Linked DNA regions of Mus musculus: all the other regions are linked to region 7. Evidence: chromatin contacts called from public promoter capture Hi-C data. All regions are on one chromosome and are shown on one strand. The core of a region is the stretch at or near the end of the contact, and the rest is flanking DNA. Distances in the headings are between cores, read along the strand shown. Region 1 holds the start of Patz1 (POZ (BTB) and AT hook containing zinc finger 1). Region 2 holds the start of Slc35e4 (solute carrier family 35, member E4). Region 3 holds the start of Smtn (smoothelin). Region 4 holds the start of Limk2 (LIM motif-containing protein kinase 2). Region 5 holds the start of Drg1 (developmentally regulated GTP binding protein 1). Region 6 holds the start of Rnf185 (ring finger protein 185). Region 7 holds the start of Nudcd3 (NudC domain containing 3).

What was found. Promoter capture Hi-C pulls out the DNA fragments that hold promoters and counts their contacts. Capture Hi-C pulls out chosen DNA fragments and counts their contacts.
Region 1: a contact with region 7 is called in a promoter capture Hi-C map of adipose tissue, with 7 times the contacts expected there. The contact joins the promoter of Patz1 here to the promoter of Nudcd3 in region 7. A contact is called at or near these places in 1 of 39 promoter capture datasets (embryonic stem cells) and 2 of 9 other capture datasets (adipose tissue and liver).
Region 2: a promoter capture Hi-C map of liver shows a contact between it and region 7, with 6 times the contacts expected there. The contact joins the promoter of Slc35e4 here to the promoter of Nudcd3 in region 7. A contact is called at or near these places in 1 of 39 promoter capture datasets (liver), 1 of 115 datasets of contacts at active chromatin or transcription factors (astrocytes) and 2 of 9 other capture datasets (adipose tissue and liver).
Region 3: a contact with region 7 is called in a promoter capture Hi-C map of liver, with 4 times the contacts expected there. The contact joins the promoter of Smtn here to the promoter of Nudcd3 in region 7. A contact is called at or near these places in 1 of 39 promoter capture datasets (liver) and 2 of 9 other capture datasets (adipose tissue and liver).
Region 4: a promoter capture Hi-C map of liver shows a contact between it and region 7, with 9 times the contacts expected there. The contact joins the promoter of Limk2 here to the promoter of Nudcd3 in region 7. A contact is called at or near these places in 2 of 39 promoter capture datasets (embryonic stem cells and liver).
Region 5: a promoter capture Hi-C map of adipose tissue shows a contact between it and region 7, with 6 times the contacts expected there. The contact joins the promoter of Drg1 here to the promoter of Nudcd3 in region 7. A contact is called at or near these places in 2 of 9 other capture datasets (adipose tissue and liver).
Region 6: a promoter capture Hi-C map of erythroid cells shows a contact between it and region 7, with 15 times the contacts expected there. The contact joins the promoter of Rnf185 here to the promoter of Nudcd3 in region 7. A contact is called at or near these places in 2 of 39 promoter capture datasets (erythroid cells and liver) and 1 of 115 datasets of contacts at active chromatin or transcription factors (stem cell-derived neural progenitor cells).

The regions. Positions count from the first base shown.
Region 1 is chr11:3,288,526-3,292,101 of GRCm38.p6, forward strand. It overlaps Patz1 (POZ (BTB) and AT hook containing zinc finger 1), which reads left to right and starts at 1,932. Exons shown (of 4, transcript NM_019574.3): 1 at 1,932-3,359. The coding sequence starts at 2,089.
Region 2 is chr11:3,912,812-3,916,484 of GRCm38.p6, forward strand. It overlaps Slc35e4 (solute carrier family 35, member E4), which reads right to left and starts at 1,853. Exons shown (of 2, transcript NM_153142.3): 1 at 1-1,853. The coding sequence starts at 376.
Region 3 is chr11:3,537,709-3,541,662 of GRCm38.p6, forward strand. Smtn (smoothelin) reads right to left here and starts at 1,584. Exons shown (of 20, transcript NM_001284427.1): 1 at 1,404-1,584. It overlaps Gm11946 (a long non-coding RNA gene), which reads left to right. Exons shown (of 6, transcript XR_001780145.2): 3 at 1-2,007; 4 at 2,732-2,933; 5 at 3,063-3,478.
Region 4 is chr11:3,407,027-3,410,770 of GRCm38.p6, forward strand. Limk2 (LIM motif-containing protein kinase 2) reads right to left here and starts at 2,212. Exons shown (of 16, transcript NM_010718.4): 1 at 2,020-2,212. The coding sequence starts at 2,035. It overlaps Gm51879 (a long non-coding RNA gene), which reads left to right. Exons shown (of 2, transcript XR_003949624.1): 1 at 1-2,375; 2 at 2,721-3,744.
Region 5 is chr11:3,263,882-3,267,802 of GRCm38.p6, forward strand. Drg1 (developmentally regulated GTP binding protein 1) reads right to left here and starts at 2,582. Exons shown (of 9, transcript NM_007879.2): 1 at 2,388-2,582; 2 at 886-1,009. The coding sequence starts at 2,429.
Region 6 is chr11:3,450,665-3,454,374 of GRCm38.p6, forward strand. Rnf185 (ring finger protein 185) reads right to left here and starts at 2,292. Exons shown (of 7, transcript NM_001290472.1): 1 at 1,545-2,292. 8430429K09Rik (RIKEN cDNA 8430429K09 gene) reads left to right here and starts at 1,773. Exons shown (of 4, transcript NR_028317.1): 1 at 1,773-2,076.
Region 7 is chr11:6,197,907-6,201,720 of GRCm38.p6, forward strand. Nudcd3 (NudC domain containing 3) reads right to left here and starts at 2,545. Exons shown (of 6, transcript NM_173748.5): 1 at 2,037-2,545. The coding sequence starts at 2,228.

The sequences.
Region 1 (3,576 bases), core at 682-3,181, 2.9 Mb before region 7:
ATTTGAACTAGGGTCCTCTTTACAGTGCCATGCCGAAAAGCCTCAGTGAGATGAGTAACAGGCTAGGCGCACGCTGGTGGGAACCCCAAGCCGAGATGAAAGCTGGTCCCGTTCATTTGCATGGTAATACCCAGAATGCTTTTCCACACACACCGCTACATTTAATGGAAGCGCTCAGTTTGGAGCCGTGCAAAGTTTGGAATACGTGCTTCGCTCCTCTCGCAACTGTGGGAACTTCGCGCCAGTACACGTGCTTTGCCTACAGTCTCTGATACCAATAGCTCAGCGACAGCCCAAGCAGACGAACCTGTGTGCAACCCTCGCCTAATAGCATCCTCAGGCGTCTTAGGGACAATGCGCTCTAGCCTGGCCGCACGGTCCGTGGTCAAAGTGGCCGGCATTTTGCCGGGCGGCAAGGGCTAATAAGCAAGCTTCTGGCTTGGGGAAGATCGAGGGGGCTTCTTGATCTCTGGATTCCCTAGTTTTCTTACAAAACTGCTGGGACATGCAGGGGTCGTTGATTTTGTCCATCGCCATCATACTGTCCCTTCTCTGAGCTGGCTTGTGACTTCACGCTCCCTGGGGCACAAAGCCCAAGTAGCTGTGGGTGGGGAAAACGACCTATCTCTAGTTATCCAGGCGTGCCGGGCATTTGCCTCGGTCAGTGTGAGGCAGGCAGAAGGTTCCGCCTGCGTCGGATCGGGATCCCGTCTCCTTCCTAGGGCAGCAGAGCGGGAGGTCTCAGCCGACTTCTAGGGATTTCGGCCATCAAAGGAGAACTAGGCAGGGTGCTGATGCCCGTCCGACCTGCGGGTGCGCAAGGTAGGCTGGGGGGCTCAGATCCACAGGCTCTGGCTGCCCATCCCGCACGCTCGCCTACACTCTGGGCGGGCAGCGGAGGGGCGGCTGTAGCTGGTTTGCTGGCTCGGCGCTCAGATCGTATTGGCCGGGGTCGGGGGGGGGGTGGTGGTGTGTGGGGGGTGGTTGAGGCTGCAGCCCCGGGCCCCGCGGGCGGGGTGGGGAGGCGGAGGATCAGGCTGCGCTAGCATTGGCGGAGCTGGGGAGTGGGGGCAGGAAGCGAGCGGAGCGGAGCTGCAGGGGGGGGGGTTGTATAAATAGGGAATGGGGGACGTGCATCCTCCGCTGGGTGAGGGGGGGGGGCGTTCGGCACAAAGAAAGTGGAAAGTTTGCAGCGCTAGGCGGCCCAAGCTAGGGAGCCGGATGCGCACGTGCTGAGTCGGGGCGACCGAGACCCCCCACGCCGAGCTCGCTGCTTTTTTTTCTTTCTGCAAGCTGGGGGGGGGGGTGTTGTTGGTATCGCCCCCTCCTTCTCCTCCCCCCAGGGGTGAAAGTGCAAGAGGAAGTGCAGCCGCTGCCATCTTTCCTCCGTTCCGAACGCACGGAGCCTGGGGCCGCAGCGCCGCCGCCACTCGTGCCTGGCTTGGGAAAGGGCCCACCCTGCTACTGCCACCCGCTCGCTTCGGCCGCCGCCTTCGCCGGGCTCCAAGACTCGGCCTACGCCACCGCCCCTGTGCGCGCGGACCGCCGCCTTCGCCTTCGCCTTTTGTTTCCTTTGCTCCGGCGCCCCCACCCCGGCTCGCGCTTTGCAGGGGACGCAGCGCGCGCCCCCAGTGGGCCCGGGAAAAGCCTCGGAGCGCGCGCTTGCGCTTGCGCGGCGGACCCCTCCTCCTCCCCGCGCGCGCGCGCGCGCCTTTTGGCCGCGCGCCGGCGCCGCCTGGCGGGCGGGAGGGGAGGTGGCAGCTGCGTTTGCAGGAGGGGCGCACCTCTTCGCTCGTTTACCCCTGGAAGGTAGACCTAGAGAGGGAGGCGGGCAGGCGGAGAGGGAGTGCTACGCGGGTCCGGCGGAGGTTAAGGGCGGCAATGTGGGGGGCAGTGCCCCGCTGGGTCTAGCCCTTTTTATTAGAGCAGGGGGCGTGTGCGCTGGGCGCACCTGAGAGTACTACCGAGCCCTGGGCCGCACGTGCGGGGAGTGTGAGTGGTCCGCTGCAAAAGGCGTCTCGCTGCCTAAGGGAAGGGACCAGGGACTGGCGGGTGCCCGGCCCGGCGAGTGGGGAAGGGGCAGCGACCATGGAGCGGGTCAACGACGCTTCTTGCGGTCCGTCGGGCTGCTACACCTACCAGGTGAGCAGACACAGTACGGAGATGCTGCACAACCTGAACCAACAACGCAAAAACGGCGGGCGCTTTTGCGACGTGCTCCTACGAGTAGGCGACGAGAGCTTCCCAGCGCACCGCGCCGTACTGGCTGCCTGCAGCGAGTACTTTGAGTCTGTGTTCAGCGCCCAGTTAGGCGACGGCGGAGCTGCAGATGGTGGTCCTGCTGATGTGGGAGGCGCGGCGGCGGCTCCAGGCGGCGGAGCTGGAGGCAGCCGCGAACTGGAGATGCACACCATCAGTTCCAAAGTGTTCGGAGACATCCTGGACTTCGCTTATACGTCCCGAATCGTTGTGCGCCTAGAGAGCTTCCCCGAGCTCATGACGGCCGCCAAGTTCCTGCTGATGAGGTCGGTCATCGAGATCTGCCAGGAAGTAATCAAACAGTCCAACGTGCAGATCCTCGTGCCCCCTGCCCGGGCTGATATCATGCTCTTTCGCCCACCTGGGACTTCTGACTTGGGCTTCCCTTTGGACATGACCAACGGGGCAGCCATGGCAGCCAACAGTAACGGTATTGCTGGCAGTATGCAGCCCGAGGAGGAGGCTGCCAGGGCCACAGGTGCTGCTATTGCGGGCCAAGCTTCTCTGCCTGTGTTACCCGGGGTGGACAGATTGCCCATGGTGGCTGGACCCCTATCCCCCCAACTACTGACTTCTCCGTTCCCTAATGTGGCATCCAGTGCACCTCCACTAACTAGCAAGCGAGGCCGGGGACGCCCCAGGAAGGCCAACCTGCTGGACTCCATGTTTGGGTCTCCAGGGGGCTTGAGGGAAGCAGGCATCCTTCCATGTGGCCTGTGCGGGAAGGTGTTCACTGACGCCAACCGGCTCCGGCAACATGAGGCCCAGCACGGCGTCACAAGCCTCCAGTTGGGCTATATCGATCTTCCTCCTCCAAGGCTGGGTGAGAATGGGTTACCCATCTCCGAGGACCCCGATGGCCCCAGAAAAAGGAGCCGGACCAGGAAGCAAGTGGCTTGTGAGATCTGTGGCAAGATCTTTCGTGACGTATACCATCTCAACCGGCATAAGCTTTCCCACTCGGGGGAGAAGCCGTACTCGTGCCCGGTGTGTGGTCTGCGGTTCAAGAGAAAAGACCGAATGTCGTACCATGTGAGGTCCCATGATGGGTCAGTGGGCAAACCGTACATCTGCCAGAGCTGTGGGAAAGGTTTCTCCAGGTGAGGATGGCACCCTCCCCCACTCCCTGCTGTGTATTATCTTAGTTCTGTCTCGAGACAGATCCTTCCCAGGATCTGGGGATGTGGATCTTGTGGGGGTAGAGGGTCACTGGACCTTAATAGAACATAACATGTTTAAATGTTTTAAGATCTCCAACTTTGATGGTGTGGCCAAGAGCTGCATCTATGCCTTCAGGCAAGTTCTCTGGCACCAGGG
Region 2 (3,673 bases), core at 603-3,102, 2.3 Mb before region 7:
CGTTGCCGCACGCCATGGAGGTACCGAAGGTGAGGCTGAGCAGCAGCACTCGACGGTGGATGCTGTGCGGCACGGGGCGCTGGGCCCCCCAGTGGCATGCCAGGGCGGCTGCCAGCATGTGCAGTGCTGAAAGCAGCAGGGGCCGTCCGAAGCCATGCACTGTGAAGATCCACTTGTTGAGGCTTGACATGCTGGCTCCCGCCAACAGCCACACCAGTGCTGCCACAACCACTCTCGCCGGAGCAGGCTGCCCAAGGACCTGGGGTTTGTCCGGAGGCCACTTGGGGCGGCCATGCTCCTGGGCACTTCCAGCCACAGCAACTGCTTCGGCTGAGGTCATCATGCCTTCATGGTGCTCCAGTGGGCAGCGGCACATCCGCACCAGTGGGGCTGGGGCAGGAGGCAGGCTTTCCAGGGAGTCGCTGAGCCTGGTCCTGATTCCTCGGACAGGAGAGGGCAACACTTCAGGTGCTAGACTCTGAGCCAGCCGATAATTCTGGTCAGGGAAGAAGGTCGTGGCTGCTAAGATGCCGGACTGGCTGGTGTCCACCCAGGCCTCGTAAGCCCTGGGCACCTCCCGCACCAGGGGAGGCCTTCTCTCTTCTCCGCGCCCTAAGCTCACGCGATGCTTTCACACCGAATCCGTTTGTCTTTTTCCATCTTTGGTCCCCAGACTGTCAGGATGAGGTCACTGACTGACCCCGACCGCCTGCGTGTTTGGTGCTCAGGCCCGGACCAGGTCTGGCAGGGTCGATAATATTCCGAGCGTGGGAACGGAGGTTGCAGCCGTCGCTCCCCTCCCCCAGCCCCCTTTAGCCTTTTACTGGACCGGGAATAGACGCCGATAGGCCGGCGGACGCGGAATCGCGAGCTCGGACTGGCTGCAGCCTCTCAGGATGCTCTGGCTGTTCTGGCTGCCGCTCGGCTCCCGCGGTGGATCTGGCAGCTTCGGGCGCCGGGCTCTAGTCCCTCCCGAGTCCCGCGCGGCTCAGCGCTTCCCGGCCCTGCCCTCTCCGCCGCTACCGAAGCTGCGCTCCACCCGGAAAGTTGGGCTCAGCCCGGGCCCCGCCCACGAGTACCAGCCCCGGAGCCCGGCGGACGTCTAGCCCCTCCCACAGCCTTTGCGCCTCCCGACTTGGCTTGCGCAGCTGCGGCCGCGAATCCCTTAGTGGAGAGTGTGGGTTGTACCAGCCACCAACCGGAATCCGGATTGTCTCCAGCGCCAAGTAGAGCCTTCCTTAAAAAGACCAGTATCCAGTGCTGGAAACCCTGGGCACTCTGCAGAGCCGTCCCCAAGCTGTCTGCCATCGTCGAGAAGCAGGGCGTTGAAGTGAGACATACCACATCACCTGATCCCAGACCACAAAGGTCTCCTTGAGATCTTGGAATTCAACGGAGCTAGACCACGTGGTCCCTTAAGGCTGCCTCATCTTGTTCCCCCTCCATTCCACTCCAGATCTTTTCTCCCCCTCTCAAACCAGGGCGGCGCCCCCTCTGGGGCAGCAGAAGGGGAAATGAATCACCAAAGCTAACCACAGCTCCGGGAAGCAGGGTACAGCGGGCCGGCATCCATCCCGAGCTAGCCGACTTTATGTGCTGCTCCCTAGGCATTCCGAGGTGACTCACAGCTGGGTTTCATGAGGCCCACGGAGCAGAATCCTGGATGGTTCCCGGGTTTCCCACCTGAATTCAGGTTAGGGTAAGCAGCTGAAACCCAGGGACCTGTTCCCAGCCCAACGCGTGAGCAAGAATCAAGGTCCATCCTGGACTCTTTCCGGTAATTGGATTTCTGGGGAAGCTCCCGCTCACCTGCACAGGCCTCACCCGGCTCTGTTGTCAAACAAGTCCTGGATGACAACCTGCCTAGAGAAACAAGATCGCAAAGCGCAACTGTGTAGCCCGGCCCGCAGCGCCCTCTGGTGGTCGTGACTCCGCACTGTTGCAAGCGTTCCTAATCCCTTCCCAAAGAAATTCAGGTGAAAATAAGCCAGTCCCACCTGAGACCTAAATCAGATCTCTGTCCCAGATGAACCAGGAATCTACACTGTCACACTTGCCTCCGATGAGTCTGATACCCGCGGGAACCCGTAGATCTCTGCTGAGTAACCCAAGTTGAAGGGCAGAGAGTGTAGGTAGGAGACTTCCAGGGAAAGGATCAAAATCTGGGGCATTTAGATAGTTTTTCCAAGAAGAGTTATGGGAGGGAAACTGAATGAGCCTCTCCCCTCCCCCCTCCAACACACACACACACACACACACACACACACACACACACATTTTTTAAGAAGAGGAATCTGGGCTTTCAGTGAACTATATTCCTCTGGGATTTTTAATCCATTATCCACTAAGCTTCTTTGAATTAAAAAGCATTTCTTCCTATTTAAATTTTTTGTTTATTATTAGTGGTGTGAATGTCTGTATGGGAATGCTGAGATTACAAGCAGGTGCCTCTGCCCACTTCTGTGCCCATTTTAAAAAGATTTATGTGCATTGGTGTTTAGCCTGTCTGTCTATCTGTAACTATGCATGGATGTCTGTGAGGGCATCAGATCCCCTGAAACTGGAGTTACAGACAGTTGTGAGCTGCCATGTGAGTGCTGGGAATTAACCTGGATTTTGTGGAAGAGCAGCCAGTTCTCCTACTGCTGAGCCATCTCTCCAGCTCCTTGAACAATTTTTTTGTTAGATATTTTATATGGATGAGTGATTTGCCTGCATGTGAGTGTGCGCACCATGTGCATGGCCGGTGCCTGCAGAGCCAAAAGGGCATCAGATCTCCTGCATCTGAAGTTACTAGTGGCTGTGAACTACTATGTGGGTGCTAAAGACCAAATTTAGGTCCTCTGCAAGGGCAGTAAGTGCTTTAAAAAAAAAAAAAAGACTTATTTTATGTATATGCATACACCACTGTAGCTATCTTCAGAAACATCAGAAGAAGACATCGGATCCCATTACAGATGGTTGTGAGCCACCATGTGGTTACTGGGAATTGAACTCAAGAGCAGTCAGTGCTCTTAACTGCTGAGCCATCTCTCCAGCCCAGTAAATGCTTTTAACCACTGAGCATCTCTCTAGCCTCAGAAACCCATTTTAACCTGTCTCAACATCAGACTGTATTTTACTGTGGATCCAGAGCCAGGAGGCCCGGATTCAAGGAGGATATCACTGGGGTAGAGGGCTCATTCACGTTCCTTAGGGTCTACTCAAGATCTCAGAGCAGCCTATGCCTCCCACAGCACCCCTCAAATTTGAGCCCTACTGTATGAGGGGCCCACCTCCCTGCGAAGCCAGGGGTGCAGGAAACACTTCTGAGGGAGGCTGGGAAGCAAAAAAAGAACCTCTCCCTAGTGACTGTGCTGCAGAGAGAGGTATGGTCTGTTTTTCTTCGGGCTTCAAGCCTGACTGGGTCATTTCTATATTTGGGCTCAAGTGTCCTGTATGTGACCTATGAGGAGACCACAGTGACAAACACACTATAGACCAGAGCACCACCCCACAGCTCTGAGTCAGAAACCAGGCTGGAGAAGAGCTGCTGACATAGGTGACACAGCCTGAAGCCCCATCTTAAGAAAGAGATAAAGATCCAGGCTGGCCTCAAATCCCTTCTGCAGAAAAGGATAGCCCTAAACTTCTCATGTTTCTGCCTCTGCTTCCCAAGCACGAGGATTACAGG
Region 3 (3,954 bases), core at 334-2,833, 2.7 Mb before region 7:
ATCCTGACTAAGCCCCACACAAGAAGGGCCTGTACCTAGATGGAGAAGAGGACTCAGCAAGGCCCACCAAGCCATGCTTACCACCAGGGGGTACACGCCAGTCTCTAGTTACCTGCCATACCCACTCACCTCTAGGGGCCACCGAGCCTGCCCCTCCACCCACCTCCACAAGCTGGGCGTCTGGCTGTGGGCTGAGCCCATATCCAATTCTTACTAAGACTGTCATTCCCACAGGTATGGGAGCTACCTGTGTCTGGCAGTTCTTGGAGCCAGCCTTCAGTTTTGACTCCTTTCCTCCCTGATGTCAGCAGACCTGACCTTGGGGAGCCAGGTGTCCCTCTCTCCCTGTCCATTCACACACTCAGAATTCACTCACAGTTCACTTTCCAACTGGAAGGGCCTTGGGAAGCTGACCCACCCAACCTCTGGACTTCAGGCAAACTGAGAGGATGGGAGATGGTCAAAGATTCATCACAGGGGGTCAGAAAAACTCAGACTCAAAGGGCAGAAAGAACCTAACACAAATCTTGGTGACTTCTGCCTTCTGAAGTCCCCTTCCAAGATGCTGCCCAAGACTCCAGGCTGTTTGTTTCTTGTTCAACCACTGACCGTCAAAATGGATTCCTAAATCTGGTGCCAGTCTCTAGCCCAAATCACTCCTTCCTGGAGTCCCCAGTGTCTCTGGAATTTGTGGTTCCATGGTCTAGCACACCTGGATGTTTTGCTAATGTGGTGACTGAAATGGCCTCTGGACCCCCCACCTCCATTGATTCATCCCGAAATCATCCACTCCCTCTCTACAACAGTCACTTGGTGTGAGTCACCCCATCCGGTGAATGGGTCTGGGGGAGTCCCAGTGCGCACTAGTTGGAGTTGGAAGGCACTGCTAGAGTCTTTACCTCCTAGTCTAGATACTCTGTCTGGGGTAACTACCCCTCCCCAGTGCCCAATCTTAAGTATTGTGGACATGCTATGCTTCTTCATGTTGGGTAAGGGTGTTGTTAGTTCCAAACCTAGGTGATACTCGGGACTGTCTGCTCAGAAATTCCTGCCACTGCTTGCCACCATTCTCATGGCTTCATGCTACAGAGTTTTCAGTCCTGGGGATTGTTAAGGCCCTGCGAGAGATGGGTCAGGATCTGGGAAAGATTCCTCGAGGTATCAGCTCCCTATAGATTAGTGTCTCTGGGGATCGAGAAGCCTCTTCCAAGTCCATAGAGTCTCTTCAAGACTCTTTCCCCAGGGTCTCAGAACTTCAACCATGTGTCTTTGGAGTTCTCGTGATTTGGCTAGGGTTCCCGGACCTGGGAGTTTCAGAATCCCTGTCCAGACATCCAGGTTTCACACCCCCTTCCCCGGACTCATCCGGACTCCTAGAGTAGACCCGAGATCCTCATACCCACCTCTCAGTCCGGCCCGCCGTTCCGGCGCAGTTTCGTGTTAGTTTGGTCGGGACCCGGTAGATGCAGTAGAGACCGGCAGACCGACGGGAGGAGCCGCAGCCCAGGAGCCCAGGCCGGTTCAGCAACGTACCCTGGACTCTGCTGCAGACGCCTGTCCCGCGGCGCCAGCCAGATGGCTGGCTCCGCCCTGCCAAGCTGTCCCAGCCAATTCTCTGTTGAGACACGCCCCTGCTCTGGTCCCATTGGGAAAATTCAATTTTTTAGGACCCGCCCCCAAAAGACTCCAGCCCCTCACTGTACAGGCATGTTGGGTATTGTAGTTTTGGGGACTGCTGTTGCGAGGTCCTAGACATCCTCGGGTGGGCTTCACCAGGATACAGGCTCTAAGCCAAAGTCCGGAATGTGCCACAAACCGGGCAAATAAGTATCTTGGGATCCTGTAAGCCCTGAGCGGTCCTGACAGCCCCTCCCTGCCCTCCTTTTTGTTCTTGAGACCACATCCTTTCTCCGGACTCCACCCACTAGGCGCCTTAGTACACAGACTGCCCAGTCAACTCAACGCTCAAAGGGCGCTTTCGGGACACCTGGTCTGTGCCACCTCAGGGTAAGGAGACTGGGTGACCAGCAGCATTTTGACAATTATTGAGTCGCCCAGGACATCTGAGATGGAGCAGGATCAATCATATCGTACCTTCCTTGCTCATATATGTAGCATGCTCTCCCAAATTCTTTAAAGTCTGCCTCTGAGACCCCCGAAGTTCTAAATAGGGAGTATGAACCTCGCAACTCAACAAATGGGGGAAACTGAAGATCCCAAGGAGACAATACAAAGAGTCAACCAGGAGACCCAAGAGCTCAGACCCTGGAGGGAAAGCTTCCCTGTCATCCTGGAGGCTGTGGAGCCGCCCTACTGGTCTTGCCTAAGAAAAAAGTAGGGTGGAGCCTGGGCAGATAAAGTCTGGAGTCCAGCTTGATAAATAAAAACTGTAAATCAAATAAAAACCATAAAAGCACCAACGTATTTCTTGTGTGTGTGTGTGTGTGTGTTGTGTGTTGTGTATCAGATTATAATATCCATAACAACTTAATGAGATTTGACTGTTCCCTTATACAGATGAGACAAAAGCCTATGGGTAATGGAGTCGAGGTTCATCCCACCTAGCAGGGATTCTAATCTCTGCTAACACTATAATGTGGAACTGAGGTAGGGCTGAGCTGGCTCCTGTAGTCTCTCAGAGAGCTCCAACTCAGATTTCTCCAAGACCAACCTTTACACACCCAAAGAGAGGACCTGTGTCCATTTAAAGTCTTTTTGTTTCCTCCCACAGCCCCAAGAGGTGGTCCTCTCACCTTATATATTGGAAAATAAGACCTAGAGAAGGAAGCCCCTTGCGGGGGAGGCAGAAGAAATGCGCCAAACCGACGAAGACGCCGGCTGTGGAGGTTTCCTAGTCTTCCCTACCTGAGTGGGAAGCCGATTGCTCCAGTGAACCGCCTGCTCGCGCTGGCTGAGATCAATGAATGGCCGAGGTGGGTGCCTGTTTCCGGGATTGTCTATTTAGCGCTGTGCGCCCTCACCCTACCGCTTGTCAGGCCCTGGCCCGTCTCCAGACTGACCTACCTTGCCTTTTTTTTTTTTTTTTTTTTCCTTCTTGCCAGGGATGGTGCCATGTAAAAAGGTATCTGGTAGTGGTGGTGATGGTGATCTAGGCATCAAAGGGCGACCCCGTGCAAGTGGTGAGAACTTTATAATGTAGGCAGGGAAGAGAAAACGTCCCGTGAATGTACAGCAGGCACTGAAAGTCAGATTGCCAAGATAACAACTGTGCAAGACAGTCGGATTCTACAAGAAGGAAGTTGAAACCCAAGGTGGTAATGGCACTATTATCGCAGAATTTTGCCTAGAACCAGAGCACCTTTCCTCCCCTTGTTATTTCTAAGATGGAAGAAATCCTGGAGGGCTCCTCGGAGGTGGATGCTAAACATCATTGAAGATGAGTACAAAGAAAGTCATCAGATGGAAAGACATTTTTCAGAAGAGTAAAATCTGAGAGGCTTGTGGGTAAGAAAAGGAGGTGAGCAGAATGTGGGTAGAATAAGAAACAGGGGTGGTATTATCTGGGAACAGCCAGATGAGAAGGATGAATGAATTTGGGAGGACCTGGGAGGCTTGAGTTTCTGTCTGCTCATCTGTAAAAGCTGCAGAACTGACCGACCGACTGGCTTCCAGGCCTCCAAAGGGCTATAAGAGGAAAGCTCTGGATTCTTCCACATCCAACCCCGTTCCTGGCAGAGTTGGGGGGAGGGGCAGACACATCTCGTGGGCCAAGGGCAATATTTTGCTCCAAAGCTCAAGTCCAAAAATGATGGTTTTACCAAGCTGGCAGCCTGGTTCCCTGAGCCATTCCGGCTTCTTCTGCCCCAGACAGGGCCCGAGCCTGCACCTGGAGCCAAGCCTGCATCTGGGGCGGAGCCTGCACCCGGGGCCAAGCGAGTGGCAAGAAACGTGATGCTTTCTTGATGCTGTTTCTGCCCTATGCATGGCCTCGGA
Region 4 (3,744 bases), core at 962-3,461, 2.8 Mb before region 7:
AGGACCTTCGGGCCTCTGCACTCACCAGGCATGCATGTGGTACAATGCACGTGGTACATGTGTGGACATGCAGACACACATATAAGAAGGTTTTGTAATCTAAAAAAAATGAGTTAAAATTAAAGTAAGTTTAAAAGGTTCTGAGGATGTCGCTCAGTGGTTGAGTGCCCATCTAGCTAGCGTGAGGTCCTGGACTGATCCTTAGCACCACACACACACACAAATCAAAAATGACTAAACTCATGCACAAATTCCTGATCATCAAGGTTCAAAACTGAGAACCAATAGTGCTTAGAAAAAGTCACCAGGCTGGGTGCAGGGATGCAGAGTTTTGATCCCATCACTCGGAGGCAGAGGCTGGCAGATCCAGGACAGCCAGGGCCACACGGAGAAACCCTGTCTCAAAAATACATAAATACATAAATAAATGAAAAGTCACTGGAAATCGGTTGAACTGAAGAACTCTAAAGCCACGTGTTTAATTTTTAAGAGCAGACTTTATTTATGTATGTGAGTGTGCATGGGCTCCAGGACTGCAGGGACCTGCAGAGGGCTGAAGAAGCCTCTGGAGCTGGAGGAATAGGACACTGAGTTGGGTGTCAGGAACCAGAAGGGACCTCTGCAAGAACAGCACACCCTTAACCTGAGTCACCTCTCCAGCCTCGTTGAAAAGAAAAAAAGAAAGACCGTATCTCTCATGTAACCCAGGCTGGCCTCAAATTCCCTACATATCAGAGGAATGACTTTGAATTCTGACTCTCCTTCGACCTGGGATTGCAGGCATGCAGCAGGTATAGGCAGTGCTGGGGATGAAACCCCTTGCTTTGTGCAAGCCTTCTACCAAGTGAACCACATCCCATCCAACTCAATTTTAAAAAAATTATTTATTTAGAGACAGGATCGTATTCTGTCGTCCAGGTTGACCTAGTTAGTACGCCACACACAGACCAAGCAATTCTCCTGGCTCTGTCTAGTCTGGGATTACAGGTGTGCAATCACCACTACCAGCCAGGAAAAAAAATTAAGGGAAGAGACAGACGAATTTCCGCTCCATGCTTTCCTTCTCCAGAGCATATTATCACCAATAAGGTCTGAAATTCCATGTTCCCGTAGTGAGGAAGTGACCCACTGGCGGCCCGGTCCTTGAATTCAGGATGGAGGAAGTGACTGTCCACCGGCCCAAAGCCAGGAAGTGGAGGCACATATTCAGTCCCTCCCCCACCCCTAAAATTCTCCCTTGGCCTTTCTAGAAAACTTTTGGAAGTCGACCCTGGTAGACCCAGAAACTGAGCCACTCACACCGGTGGCTGGGAATAAGGCGGCAGAAAGTTCATGATGCCGCGGGGCAGGAAGCTGCAAGATGATTCGTGAAGGGATTTACAGGCCCAGCTAAGCCAATTCTGAAATTTCCTTCACTCAACTCTTCCCCTCAAGGTGCGGAGCTATTAATCTGCTGGCATCAGAGACTACGCGAGGACTCAACTAGTCTCTAGGAAGACTTGAAGCTGTTCTCCACAGGAGGCAGAGGTCTTTGAGCCTCAGGAAGAACGGTCGGATGTCTTCCTATCCACATCATAAACTCCACACTCATACTCTATCTCTAGGAACCACTCCTCCCAATCCCAGAGTCCAAAGACACCTTCGAGAACTTTGGGTCTACAGAAAACCTAGAACCCAGGATAACTCGGAATCTCAAGTCCTGAACTCTGGAAGACCCTGTACTTCCCATATTTCAGAATCTCAGGTGCCTCGGCTTCCTTAGCCAGGAGACTTGCCCGGTCTGCAGATCCGAGGATCCACCTCGCGGGAATTCGCCCCACGCGCCGGCCGCAAGGAGCCCTCAGTCTTAGAACGACTGCGCTCGGACTTCCAGAGTCCCAAGACCTTCAAGTCCCGAGGGAACCATTGTGTTCGATCCTCCCCACCCTGCCAGGCTCTCGCTGAGGATTCCGGACCCAAGAAAAACCAGACAGCCAGAAACCCGCGAGCGGCGGGCTGGACGGAATGGGCCCTTCTTACCCGCCAGCGCCGCCATGGTCCAGGGCGCGGACAACACAGGAAGGACCACCCGGCAGCAGCGCCTCAGGTCCGCGCCCGCCTGCGGTCTAGAGAAGAGGCTGTCTCTGCCCCTGCAGCCGGAAGGATGCACCGCCTACGGCGCCCTGGGAGGACCAAACCGCACCTGGCACGGGGACCCGCCCCGGAGCCCCTCCCACTTAGGTTAACGACCCGCCCTGCCCCGTCCCGCCTCCCGCGCGAACTCTGCCGCATCTCTGGCGCCTGCTGGCGACTGGCGACCTCTAGAGGCGTTCGGATTGACCAGGGTGATTCAGTTTAGGCTGGAGGTCGCAACACAGGGGACCCTCGGCGCTCAGGTTAGTCCAGTTGCCCTTCTACACTACTTGAAAATGGCTCTGCTCTTCAGGTGCAGAGCGTGGGTAGGTATCACAGGTCTTTTGACTCCCAGTTTGTAATCAGCAATGTGAACACGAAGAAGCTAAGAGAAACCACTTTTGCGTGTCAAAGGCAATATGGAAATGAGGCTCCCTAGAGCAGATTATGGAGGCCAAATACCTGGGTTCCTGGAATTTTGGGTCCAGGACTCCCACTCCTTATATAAAGTCCCTGGTTGGTCAAGTCTCATAGAAAATGGCGTAAACTTTGTCTATAATCCACGCACAATCTTCATATGCTTTATTTTTTCTTTTGTTTTGCCACAGGGTCTTGAAATGCAGCCAGACTGATATTGAACTTGCCAGCCTCTTGCCTCAGCTTCTTGAGTGCTGAGATATTCTTGTTTTAAATCATCTCTAGATTGTTTATTTAAAAAAAAAAACCAAAATCTAGATGTTCTAACATAGTTATCTTATTCTGTGACTAAAATCAAGAAAGAACCGGACAGTGGTGGCACACGCCTTTAATCCCAGCACTTGGGAGGCAGAGGGAGGTGGATTTCTGAGTTCGAGGCCAGCCTGGACTACAGAGTGAGTTCCAGGACAGCCGGGGCTATACAGAGAAACCGTCTAAAAAAAAAAAAAAAAAAAAAAAAAGACGCAGCACTCTCAGCTCCTTCTCCATCGCCATGTCTACCTGTATTCTGCCATGCTTCTGGCCGGGATGATAGTGAACTAAACTTCTGAACCTGTAAGCCAGCCCCAAATAAATGTTGTCCTTTGTAAGAGTTGCTGTGGTCATAGTGTCTCTTCCCAGCATTAGAACCCTAACTATGACACTCGGTTTTAGACAATTGTTACTTCCCTCCATCAGATTTATGTACATGGGAAAAGAGTCCAGAGGATCAGGAAATGGGTAGGAATGGAGCCCAAGGAAACCAATCCTGCCTCCAACTCTCCCATCAGCTGCCTCTGGCTCTACTACTTAGGTAAACAAAACAGCACAATTCTCTGTCTTCCTGCATGGCCTTTTGTTAACAAAAGTGGCTGCTAGTTAGATGTTTCTTCCGTGGCGCCTTCATATGACCTAGGGTGCACAAGTGCTAGGGAGGGGGCTGTACCTGACTTCCTTCCTGGGAACTCACTTGAGCTGCTGGCTTCCCTCTGAGGAGATATCTGATGCGTAGGGAACACTAGATTATATACTGAATTAGGAAAGAATTCTTGGGGCTCTTCTGACAAGCTACTTAATGATTAGCAGAGAGAGGCCCTGCTGTATTTTCCCGGGCACAGAGGGATGGGGACTGGCTTGCTTGCTTCCTGTCCCTCCCTCCACAACTGAGCACCACAT
Region 5 (3,921 bases), core at 1,332-3,831, 2.9 Mb before region 7:
CAGATTTTTTGAAATGGGATATACTTACATAGCCTAGGCTAGTTTGGAAGACTGGAATTTGCAATCCGCCAGCCTCATTCCGGAGTACTGTATGTGCATAGCTTTTGAGATTGTGTGTTTGAGTGGGCATGCATAAACTGGAAGTTGATATCAGGCTTCTTCCTCTACCCTCTAGTTCTCACTACCAGCCACCACCACCCAACTCAAAACATTAATTACACCTAATGTGGTGGCGCACGCCTTTAATCCCAGCACTTAGGAGGCAGAGGCAGGCAGATCTGAGTTGGAGGCTAGCCTGGTCTACAGAGTGAGTTCCAGGACAGCCAGGGCTACACAGAGAAACACTGTCTCAAAAGACAAAAACAAAAACAAAAAATTGGGCTAGGAGATGGCTCAGTAATCAGTGTGCCTGCCACACAACATGAGGACCTAATTGTGGATTCCCAACACCCACAGGTAAAAAAAGCCCTGTAGCAGCAGCACACACCCGTGATCCCATTGCTGCATTATAGGCAGGTCTCCAGAGACTGATGGATCGCCAGTCTAGTTGAACTGATGAGTTTCAGGATAAGTAAGACCCTATCTCAATTTAAAAAAAAAAAAAAGGACTGGTCTTCCTATGCACATAAACACACAGAAATGCATTCTTGGAAGCCAGACACAGTGGTGTGCACTTTTAAGCCCAGCACTTGGGGAGCAAATGGACTCTGTGGAGTTCACTGCTAGCCTAGACTTTATAGTTAAGTTCCAGGATAAGAAGTACACAAACAAAAAAAAAATTGTCTATGGGCATATGAATATATAACACACATACACACATTAGATATTTGTATTATTTTACACACACATATTATATATTCACACATATTACATGGAACTACAAACCTTCTCCTGGCCCCCCGCCGCCGCCACCTTTAGGAGTGATGAGTTCTCTTCGAAGTTTAGCAAGGCGAGCCTTAAGCAGGCCAAGGTGATGAGCTGTGGCTTTGTTCTTCTGAGTCCGAGCCATCTATCAGGGAAGAATCACAGCCATAAACTCTGCAGCGTTCCAGGGGAAAAGTCCTGAATGCTCCCAGAAGCTGAGAATATGTTTTGGCTTTCTAATGTCAGTGTAACCATTTTAATTTTTCTTAACACAGGGTCTCTTTATGTGGTCCTAACTGTACTACAACTTATTATGTAAACCAGGTTGGCATTGAATTCATTAGTGTACCACTGGCCTCGGCCTCCTGAGCTCCACCTAAGAATTATTTTTTATCCTTAGACGCCCACAATAGAGGTGAAGGTGAACAAACTGTCTATTGAAATACTGCTTCAGGGGAAGACCAAATGGCTCATATTCACGAGCATCCAGCAAACTGCAGACTGAAGAGGATACAGGCAACTAAGTATTTTTTAAAAAGAAAAACCAAGCCTGGCTAATGTCAGCACTCTGGAGGCAGAGGCAGATCTGTCTGAGTTCAAGGCCAGCGTGATCTACACAATGGGATCCCTGACATCCAGAAGTATGTAGCAAGACCCTGTCTCCAAACAAAGGAGAGAGGTAGAGGGAGGGAGAGAGGGAAAAAATCCAGGGCCAGATAGACACACTCAAGTGCACTTGCTGCCAAACTTGGAAGACCTAAACTCAATCCCAGAAACCATGACTGAACAGAACGATTCCCCTAAGTAATGCTGAACACACACACACAGAAACATAAAAATAAACTGAATTCCCTCTCCCCTCTCCAGTTCATTCTCTTCACCACAAAAGAAACAAACGAGACCCAACGTGAAAGGACCCACGGTCATTCGAATTTCTATCCACAGAGGGAATTAAAATGCATCTGCTGATTCGTTTCTACGGTACCCAATCTAAAAGAAGGGTGTCACATTACGGACTTTAAAAAGCCCTGAAGGTCTCAGGGATGACGCGCCATCCAGGTACAATCTACTTACTCCCAGATCTTACCGTCACAACCAACGGCGTGTAAAAGGGGACCACCAGTGAGTGGCAAGTGGGCAAGGAATAACGGGACAAGACCTCAAAGCCCGTGATCGGATCACGGAGTCTGGGATATAGAAGTCGTGTGGCTCAGAGAAAAAAGCAAGAAAAACAGAAATAATGTCGAGACATGCGCCGAAAACCGGAGCAAGTGCTGGGTGTGGGATGTGGGAGGTTGCGCAGAGACGGAGCTGGCGGATGGGAGCTGAGAAGCCCAGGCCCGAGGAACTGAGGGAAGGGGCTGCATGGGGACGGGGCTGCGGCAGCGCAGGTTTAGACTACGGGGGCGATGGCAGCTGGTGGCACAGGGGTGGAAGCCAGGCCCTGACGCCGCGGACGCAACACCGGAGGAGCCGCAGCGCCGCAGAAGGGCCAGGAGAGAAGCGCCGGCTGCGCCTTTTACCTCGGCTTCGATCTCCGCGATCTTCGCTAAGGTCCCGCTCATGGTGGCGGAGGGCTTAAGGCCACACCAGCCTCCACACTGGTTAGGTCCCCCTTCTCGCGCCCGCCGCGCCTCTGGCCACCACTGCAGCGCGCAAGCGCGGGATCTGCTAAGCTCGCGACACGGTTCCGCGAGAAGTCCGCGCCGACGCTCTCGGAGATGGGCGGTCTCCGCCTTCTCCGCCGACTCCTCCCTGTCCCGCCAGCCAGCGCGGTGTCATAGAGCCCGCAGTGAGGTGACCAGAGCGGTCGCTCGGGCCAACTTCCCGGAGCGCGCCGAGGGTCGCGCGCAGCTCGGCCCCACCCCGCCGGACCTGCGCTCGCCCCTTCGACTCCCGTGCCCAGCGTGCACCTAAACCCGGCGACCATCAGAGTGCGCGCAGATACTTGGAAGCTCCCTTTCTTCATCAGGACAGACCTCGGCTTCCTGGGTTGTAGAGAGACTCAGAGGGGTGGGGGGTTGTAGAGAGACTCAGAGGGGTGGGGGGCACAATTTTTGAGGGATCCTTTGTTTACCAGGAACCCTAAAGAAGGAGTGTGGCACTCAACGAGCCACAGTTAGTGGATCGAATGAGCTCTTCCAGAGAGAGCCATTACTTGGAGAAGCTATCATGTTGAAAAGTTGGAAATTATGTTAGCACAAATTAGAAGGGAATGCATAAATAAATATAAAAGCATTTTTATTGTGTAAAATAAGGTTACAGCCACTAAAGCGTAGTGTGACTGGAAGTGAGTCCCGAATTTGTCAGATGGACAAATAGAACTGTGCCTTTTATCATTATACTCTCTAGGCTGTTTGTTAGAAATACACTTAGAGAGGCATAGGGTAGTGGTACCCACCTTTAATCCCAGCACTTGGGAGGCAGGCGGATTTCTGACTTCGAGGCCAGCCTGCTCTACAGAGTGAGTTCTAGGACAGCCAGGGCTATACAGAGAAACCCTGTCTCAAAAAAAAAAAAAAAAAAAAGTACCGGAGTGTGTCTCCTGGTGGTGCTGAGACCAAGGATCTCCTGTGTTCAAGGCAACCCTCGACTACCACACACCATGCCAGAAAGTACATTCTAGGAAATGTAGATAAACCAGATGATAGAGGCGCACGCCTTTGATCCCAGTACTCAGGAAGCAGAAACAGGTAGATCTCTGAGTTCAGTTCCAGGCCAGCCTGGTCTTCAGAGCAAGTTCCAGGACAGTCAAGGCAGAGAAAGCTATCTCGAAAAACTGGGAAAAAAATAAAATAAAAAAGGGAAAAAAAGAAAAAGGGAGGTAAAAGAATGGTTCCCATAGGAAGGTTTTTCCTGTAATGCCGAGGACTCACTCATGACACTTAGATCGGGAGGATCCCCCTGAACCCTGAGGGGAGAATTGTTTATGGGTCTGATGATGAGGGACATAGAGGGACCGACCATTTGCTTTGTGTAATTGTTTAATTGGGCTTTGGACACGGGTGCATACTTTCTTTTATCTAACTGTGTAACTTTGAATGATCTAAAATTAAT
Region 6 (3,710 bases), core at 1,042-3,541, 2.7 Mb before region 7:
GACAGAGAAAAAGACAGAGAGACACAGATAAGACAGACAGAGACTGACTTTCTAAATTGTTCTCAGCCTGAGCTGAATGTCAGAGTGAGACCCCGACTTAAAATAAATTTTAAAAACTTAAATGTAAAACAAAAATTACTAACTGACCAATGTATTAATTTTAGTTAATTAATTTTTATTTCCTGTTTATTAATACAACATATACTTTGGATAATTTTTATCAGATAATGGATCATTCCAAAAAGGATGATGAAAAGAAGGATGACAAATGTGACAACCAGTAAAAGATTACATAAGATCAAGTGTGCTGGCCTTATTGATAGGAGATATAAACTAGGGAGGAGAGTCCAGAAGGGAAGACAAAGAAATGTCACATTCTGTAGGCATAATGGTACTAAGTAACGAGTGATCCTGGCACTCTTTAAGACTGAAACAGCAGGATCCGGGTTCAAGGCCAACTACAAAAGGAGCTTGAGGACAGCCTGAGATCCCTGAGACCCTGTCTCAGACCACAAAAGAAGTATCACATACACTCTGAAGACAGAGTTATCAGTGGAGAGGTAAGAGTCACAATAAATACTAATACGAGCCTTTTAAATTGGAAAGGGCCGCCTCCTGTATACTTCCTTTCCCAAGGAGACAGTCAATCCCCATCAGTCGTCACCTCTGATAATTCTTCCGTTAAATTCTTAATAGTAAGTACACATGTGTCTTCCCCCTAGAACCTACCTATTAATCGTAGCTGTACCTCTTTCAGCTACAAAGATCAAGCAGGAGGCCTCTTTGCCATAACTCCCCCACCCAACCCCCACCCCCACCCCGCGCCAGCTTTTAAAGATAGTTAGTTATTCTCCTCCGGCGTTCTTTCCTAAGCTAGAAGTTTCATAGAATCGAGCCGGCTCCAGCTGCCTCGAATCGAGTACCGCATTCACAGCGGGACCGCACTTCGGATGAGCAGGCTTCAAACACGAGTAGGACTCCAGAGGAGAACGTTCAAAATAAGGTTTCCTAGGATCCAGACCCAGATTCGAAACAAGCTGTGGGAAAAGCCCAGGGCTGGAGAGCCGGCATCCCGGAGGGTTTCGGAGCAGGTGCTGTGGAGGCCCACGCTTTTGAGACAGCTGTGCCCGGTTGTACAGCTGTGGGAACTAGGTTCAGGGAGGTCAAAGACTTGGCCTCGAACGCACAGTGAGCTGCAGGCAGCGAACTCAAGTCCAGGTCTCCTACGCTTCACCCCAAATCTGTTCACCGCATTCCTCATCTTTCCACTCCACCAAATCGCCACCCACGAGAGAGGCGGTCCCGCCCCCGAGGCTACGGGAGTCAGGACGAGCCCCGTCTGGAAGGGGAGCTTGTGCGCACCCTTCTTTCCCTTTTCTGGGGCCTTAGTTTGCCCAATCTGTACCCACGGATGCCAGTCTGACCTTCCTTCTGGGACCTGGACAGAGCCAGACTGGATGACTCCTGGCCCTTGGCTTCAGATCCCTGAGCCTGGGAAGGGGGTCCCATGCCTCCCGGGCCCGCCGTCCCAGCTCGTCACCTACCTGCCGCCGCGGTAGAGCGAGCGCCAGCGACGCCAGCTGTCCGTTCCCCCGTCCCGGAGTAGCCGAGCCAGTCTTAGAGACGCGTCAGTCAGAAAGATTGAACCTCCGACCCCTCCTACCGGGAACTTGGTCACCTGACGCGGAGCCGCCTCTAGTAGAACAACTTCCGGTTCCAGCCGGAAAAGGCTGGTGTGCAGCGCTGCTCTCCGGCCCAGGCGCCCGGCTGGTAAGTTCCGCCCCGGGACAGGAAGGGGAGGGCGTCTGGTCTTTCCGTAGGGTTTCCTAGCGCTGGAAGAGGAGGGAAGGCAGCTCGGTGGATGGGCGAGCTCGCCTCGCCCGCGTGAAGACGTGGGAATAAATATGTGCGTACCCGCCAGCTAATCATAGCATTCATTCGGGTGATGGGTCAGAACTTCAATGTCGTTTTCGAAGCAGGCTTGGGATACATGGGACCGTGTCGCAAAAATAATGGGCGGATGAAAAAGCCAGTTCTAGAAATACCAGTTTGGAATGCCTTGTACAAGAAAGTAAGGTCAGTGGTTGTTCTGTTTTATAAAGAAGAAGAACAGGAGGAGGAGGCATGGGAAGTGGAGTAGGAAAGGGAGTAGAGAATGAGGAGAAGGGAGAGAGGCCGGCCAGGAACGCGTGAAGAGAGAGGGCGGAGGGGGAAGGGGGCAAAGAGTAAGGGAGAGGAGGGGGCGAACAGCCCCTTTTATAGTAAGCCGGGCATACCTCGCTGTTGCCAGGTAACTGTGGGGCGGAGCCTAGAAGGAATGCTAACAGTGGTGATGGATGAGAATGTGCAAAACGACCCAGGAGCTCTCTTGAAGACTCTACTAGCCAAATCTGTGAAATTTCAGTATCAAAATAATAAAGGTAATAAGAGTATAACTAATTGGAGCCCATGAGATGGTTCAGAGGTAAAGATGTTTGCTGCCAAGCCTGTCAACTCTAGTTCAGTCCCCAGAAACCCAGCGGTGGAAGGAAAGGAGTCTGGCAAGTTGTCATCAGACCTTCACATGTATACAGAGACACTTAATAAATACATGGTAATTTATTTTAAAACTAATTAGATGAACTTGTAACCAATGAGGGATTGTTTTTTTTTTACAGTAGCAAGTGCATTTATTATATTTAAAAATAACTAGAAAAATTGGTGTTTTAGCTTTCCATATATAAAAACATGTGAGTCCAGTGCAACAGTGCTCAGTGCAGGTGAGTGATTTTGCTGTGCAGCTCCTACAAAGCTGCATAGCTGTGCTGTTGCAGGGGTGGGGGGAGTGGGGGGTGGAGAGCCGGCACACCTCATTCTGTAGAACAAGAAGGGACTTCCGTCCTGCCTCGGACAAGCAGTAGCAGTAGCATTCCTGTGTGTAAGCTGAGGTAGGGCTGGCACACCGGCCTTGTATCCTGTACTGGATGGCTTTCAGCTTCTGCTTGCCAGTGTGAAAGCCCAAACGCCAGATGGCAGGTGAGCCTGCATCCTCTCCCCAGAGTCCTTGACCTTATCAATCTCTAGCTCCACCTGTGGGGGACCTGAGGGATCGGTCAGAATACTCCTCCTCCTTCTGTTCCTGGAAAAAGTAAGATTCTTTGGGGGGTTCTTAGTATCATTAATACAAGAATTTAGAAGAGACTCAAAGGAAGCTCAGGACAACTTTATTAGAGTTTGAAAAAAGCAATCAAGGCTAGTTGAAAACTCTAACAGCTGCCAGAAGATGGAGAAAAGGTCACACCTTTTAAACTAGGCATGGAATAAAATTAGACAACTTATCAAGAAATGGAAAAGGACAGGTGGTATTGGCGGTGCACACCTTTGATCCCAGCACTTGGGAGGCAGAGGCAGGCAGATCTTTGTGAGTTCCAGGACAGCCTGATCTTCAAAGCAAGTTCAGGACAGCCAGGGCTACACAGAGAAACCCAGCTCAAAAAAACAAAAACAAAAAACAGAGAGTAGGAGGAAGGGAGGGAGAGAGAGGGAGAGAAGAGAGGAAGGAAGGGAGGGAGGTGAAAACGGGCTGGAGAGATGGTTCAGCTGTGAAGACGGGGAACCAGAGGACCCAGGTTTGATTCCAAGGAACCACACACATAGTGATTCACAACCTTACCTAACTCCAGTTTCATGGGATCTGATACCCTTTTCTGGCCTCCCTGGGTGCTGCATGA
Region 7 (3,814 bases), core at 1,295-3,794:
CCTGCAAGATCCAGTCCTACCATTCCAACAGCTCTGAAGCCAGAACCTGTCTGCGATCTCAAATTCAACTTATCTAAAACTTTCCCACCCCCCAAATCCAAGTGACAATACAGTTAATGACCTCACTCTTCCAGTTACCCAGATTTGGAACCTTGAAATATTTGGTTGACCCTGTCCCTTCCTCGGCTCCCTACCTCCCATAGCATGGGCACCACACTGTAACCTATAGAGCTATCTTAACCTTTCAGAGGTAGCTGTTTTATAAAGTTGTACGATAAGTGCATCTATCTTGCCTTTATCAGTTCATCAGACAAACAAGAACCAACCTCTCAAATTGTGTTAAAGCTAAAATAAGATGTTATACAGAAGAAATTCAAATGCCAGCCAGCCACTGGGATACTCTTTCCTCCTTTCATAACCAAAACAAAAGTTCTCACCATACTATGGAGTGGCTAAATGACAAAAAGGGCAAAAAGATTTGGAATTAGAAAACTGAAGTCCTGAGTTGCAGGAAACAGAGTGAAGTTCTTGTTGTCATCTAACCTTGTTGAACTACTACGTCAGATTCAGAGAGCATGGCGATCAGGTGGCAAGACTTCATTATAAAGAAACACAAGGTGCCACCTCTCACCCTCTCCAATTACTCAACCAGCAGCACTTGGGCCACTGATAAGGATGAGCTACCCCAGGGACTCATCGGTTTCCATTCTGAAACTGAAACTCAGTAGCAAACCTTCCCACTGATCACCTCATGGTCATTATGTTAAGAGTTACTAGAACATTCTAAGCTTTGGCTTCTTCCACTGAGAGGAACTGAAGAAAGTAACCCCTGACAAGCCCACAGAACAGATTAAGATGGAAGGTAAGCCAGGTGGTGGCAATTCGAGTCTTTAATCCTAGGCAGATATCTGAGGTTGATGCCAGAGTGAGTTCCAGGACTTCAGAGCTACACAGGAAAGCCCTGTCTGGGGCTGATGCAGGGGTCAACAAACAGCAAAGGTGACATGAAGCACTTTATAGGTTTGTGAATCAGACTCTACACGCCCCTCAAAACCTACTTCAACGTCTCCTACAAAACTGTCTCAATTTCCTAACTACCACTTCTATCACTTCCTTCCAAAGAGCTCTACCACACAGAGAACTAGCAGAGCTCTCTATTAGTGTCTGTGCTTTACTCTCTGTACAGTGTCAAAAGTAGACAGACCATTATTTAAATATCCATACCATCAGAGTCTATACCGCAGCTGAGAGTGTTAAATATATTCATTAAATGTTTGCTTATTACTAACTCAACAATGTCAACAATCCCAGCGCGGGAGCGTCGGGAAGGAGGACCATAAGTTCGAAGCCATCCTGATCTACCTGGCAAGTTCCAAGTCAACCAGGGCTACACAGCAAGATCTTGTCTCGAAAGAAAACAGTTTTTAAAAAGGTGTCCAAACAACTTGAGTCAGTCATTAGTAACGCTTCAAAAACAATAAATATAACCTAGGACATATAAATTTTAATCCAAATGTAAATTTCGTAAACATTACAATTGTCCACCAACTTAGTAAGTCACTGGCAAGAGGCCACACCCACCAATCAATACATACCAGTCATTCCTGCCACCTCCGAGCCCGGGAATTCTGAAATCTACTAGTTTCTCCCGCTGTGAAAGTCCTCCTCCTACAGCCTGCACGGTTTGAACCCTGCCTAACAAGCCCCTTGCACCGTTCTGGGGATGCCCACAGGGCGCTGGGAGGCCCTCAAACCCAGGCTGACAGGTCCAACACCTAAGCATCTCCCGCACAAACCCAGCCTGTACCCAAAGAAGCGCATTCCTGCCAACGGATCCGTGGGTCAGATAACGCCTGGCCATTTACTCAAATCACCTGGTGGCACCCCAGAGAGAATCACAAACCCTGAAGGGTGGGCTACGGAGTGGCGCAGTTCCCAGACGTAGGACGCGAGCCGGGGCACCTCTGGCGCTGGGAGGTGGAACTGGGGTAAGGACCTGCTGGACCCCAACGGCCCGCCGCCTCTCTCCACCTCACCTGCAGCACCAGGGCCTGTGCGGCCCCGGGCGGGAAGCCCATGCGGTCCGAAGGGTGGCGCAGCAGGCGGTAGAAGTCGGTCTTGCGGTAGAGAAAGCCGAAGAGCACGCGCAGAAAGTCCTGGACATTGCCCACGTGCTGCAGGATGCCCAACAGGGCCTGGTCATAAAGCTCAGCAGCCCCGGGCTCCATGGCTCTGCTGCCCGAGGGACGCGAACACAGTGGGCACCGCCTCACACCGGCTGATTGGCCACTTCCGGCGTGCGCGCCTAACGGCTCCCCCCGGACAGCGAAGACGCGGAACTTCCGGTCCGCGCTTGTTACTACCGGCGGTAACCGATCGTCGTTCTTGCGGCTCTGCTGGATCTCCTCCGCCGCGACACTTGCCTAAAGGAGATTGGTATGCGCTCAGTACGGTTCCTACATGCAAGAATAACCATGGTCACGATGCGGAGAGCGCTTGCCAACCATGTTTGAAGAGGGCGGAAGCATTGTGGTGACGGCCACTTGACGTAGTCCCTGGAGGTGTCACGTGGTCTGGGAGCCTTTCTTCTTTCTGGATTGAATTCCTGCGTAGGTGTCTGGTGCGCCTTCTTATAATACCACATTTTGTTTGTTAGCGGAGGGAACGGAAAAGGAATATTGTAGAATTGTATGGAATTCCTATTAACAGAGCTATGAGTGAAACTCAGAAGGTTGCACCAGATTTCAAGGTGACTTGAAAGGACAAGAAAAGTGTGAAAAGCTCAGTGAAGGAAAAAAAGAAGTATGATACTGTAAATATGTGTGTGTGCATCCGTATGTATAGCATGTGTGTATACACGTGCCGTTACTAATACGTGCATATAGACATTTTAAGAAAACGTTTATGTAAGGTTGACACACAATCAATCTGTGGTTTATACCTGTAATCCCCGCATCCAAATCATGGCCAACCTGGGCTATAGAGTCAAACCCAGTCTCAGAAGAGGGTTGGGGGGAGACGAAAGACAGACAGATTAGGAACATATGCTAGGTCACAAACCGAAGACAAATGGCTGAGATGCCTAATAAAATATCAAAGCAGACTCTGGCCACCAGTCTCCCTCAGTACCTTCTGGTACAGGATCCTTCTGGCTGGCATACTAATCCTGACCTCTACCCTAAACTTCTCCAGTCCAGAGTCTGAGCTGGCCTTTTCCTCCCCAAGCTTCTCTGATTCCTATGTAACCCAGCCATTTTGGTTATGAGGTCCTTTTTACCCTTTGGCCTCTTGGTCTCCTGGCCTCTTGACTCCAGGTCTCTTCTACCCTCTCCCCTAACCCTTCTCACATGGCCCAGCTCATTCTACAGCCACTTCCACCCTGAATTCTCCCAGATGCCTCTGCTTCTGGCTGTCTGCTCCCTCCTGTCTACAATAAACCTCCTCCACCATACCTAGAAGCCATCATGTCCTCCTTTTTGTTTTTTTTTCATTCAATGTAGCTAAATTGGTAAAGTGTGTGACTAATGTGTCCTGAGTGTTGTATAAACTGTGTAGTAACCCACATGTGTGACTAATGTGTCCTGAATGTTGTATAAACTGTGTAGTAACCCATACCTGTAAACCTAGCACTGGGAAGGTGGCGACAGAACCAGAAATGTTTATTCATCCACATAGCCAGTTCAAGACCAACTTGGGCTCTGCAAGGAGATCCTGACCGGAAAAAAAACAACAACAACAACAAAAAAGATTTTAATGAATTTCATCTCTACTAGACTAACTAACATCTACAAATTAACTTTTTTAAAAGACATTG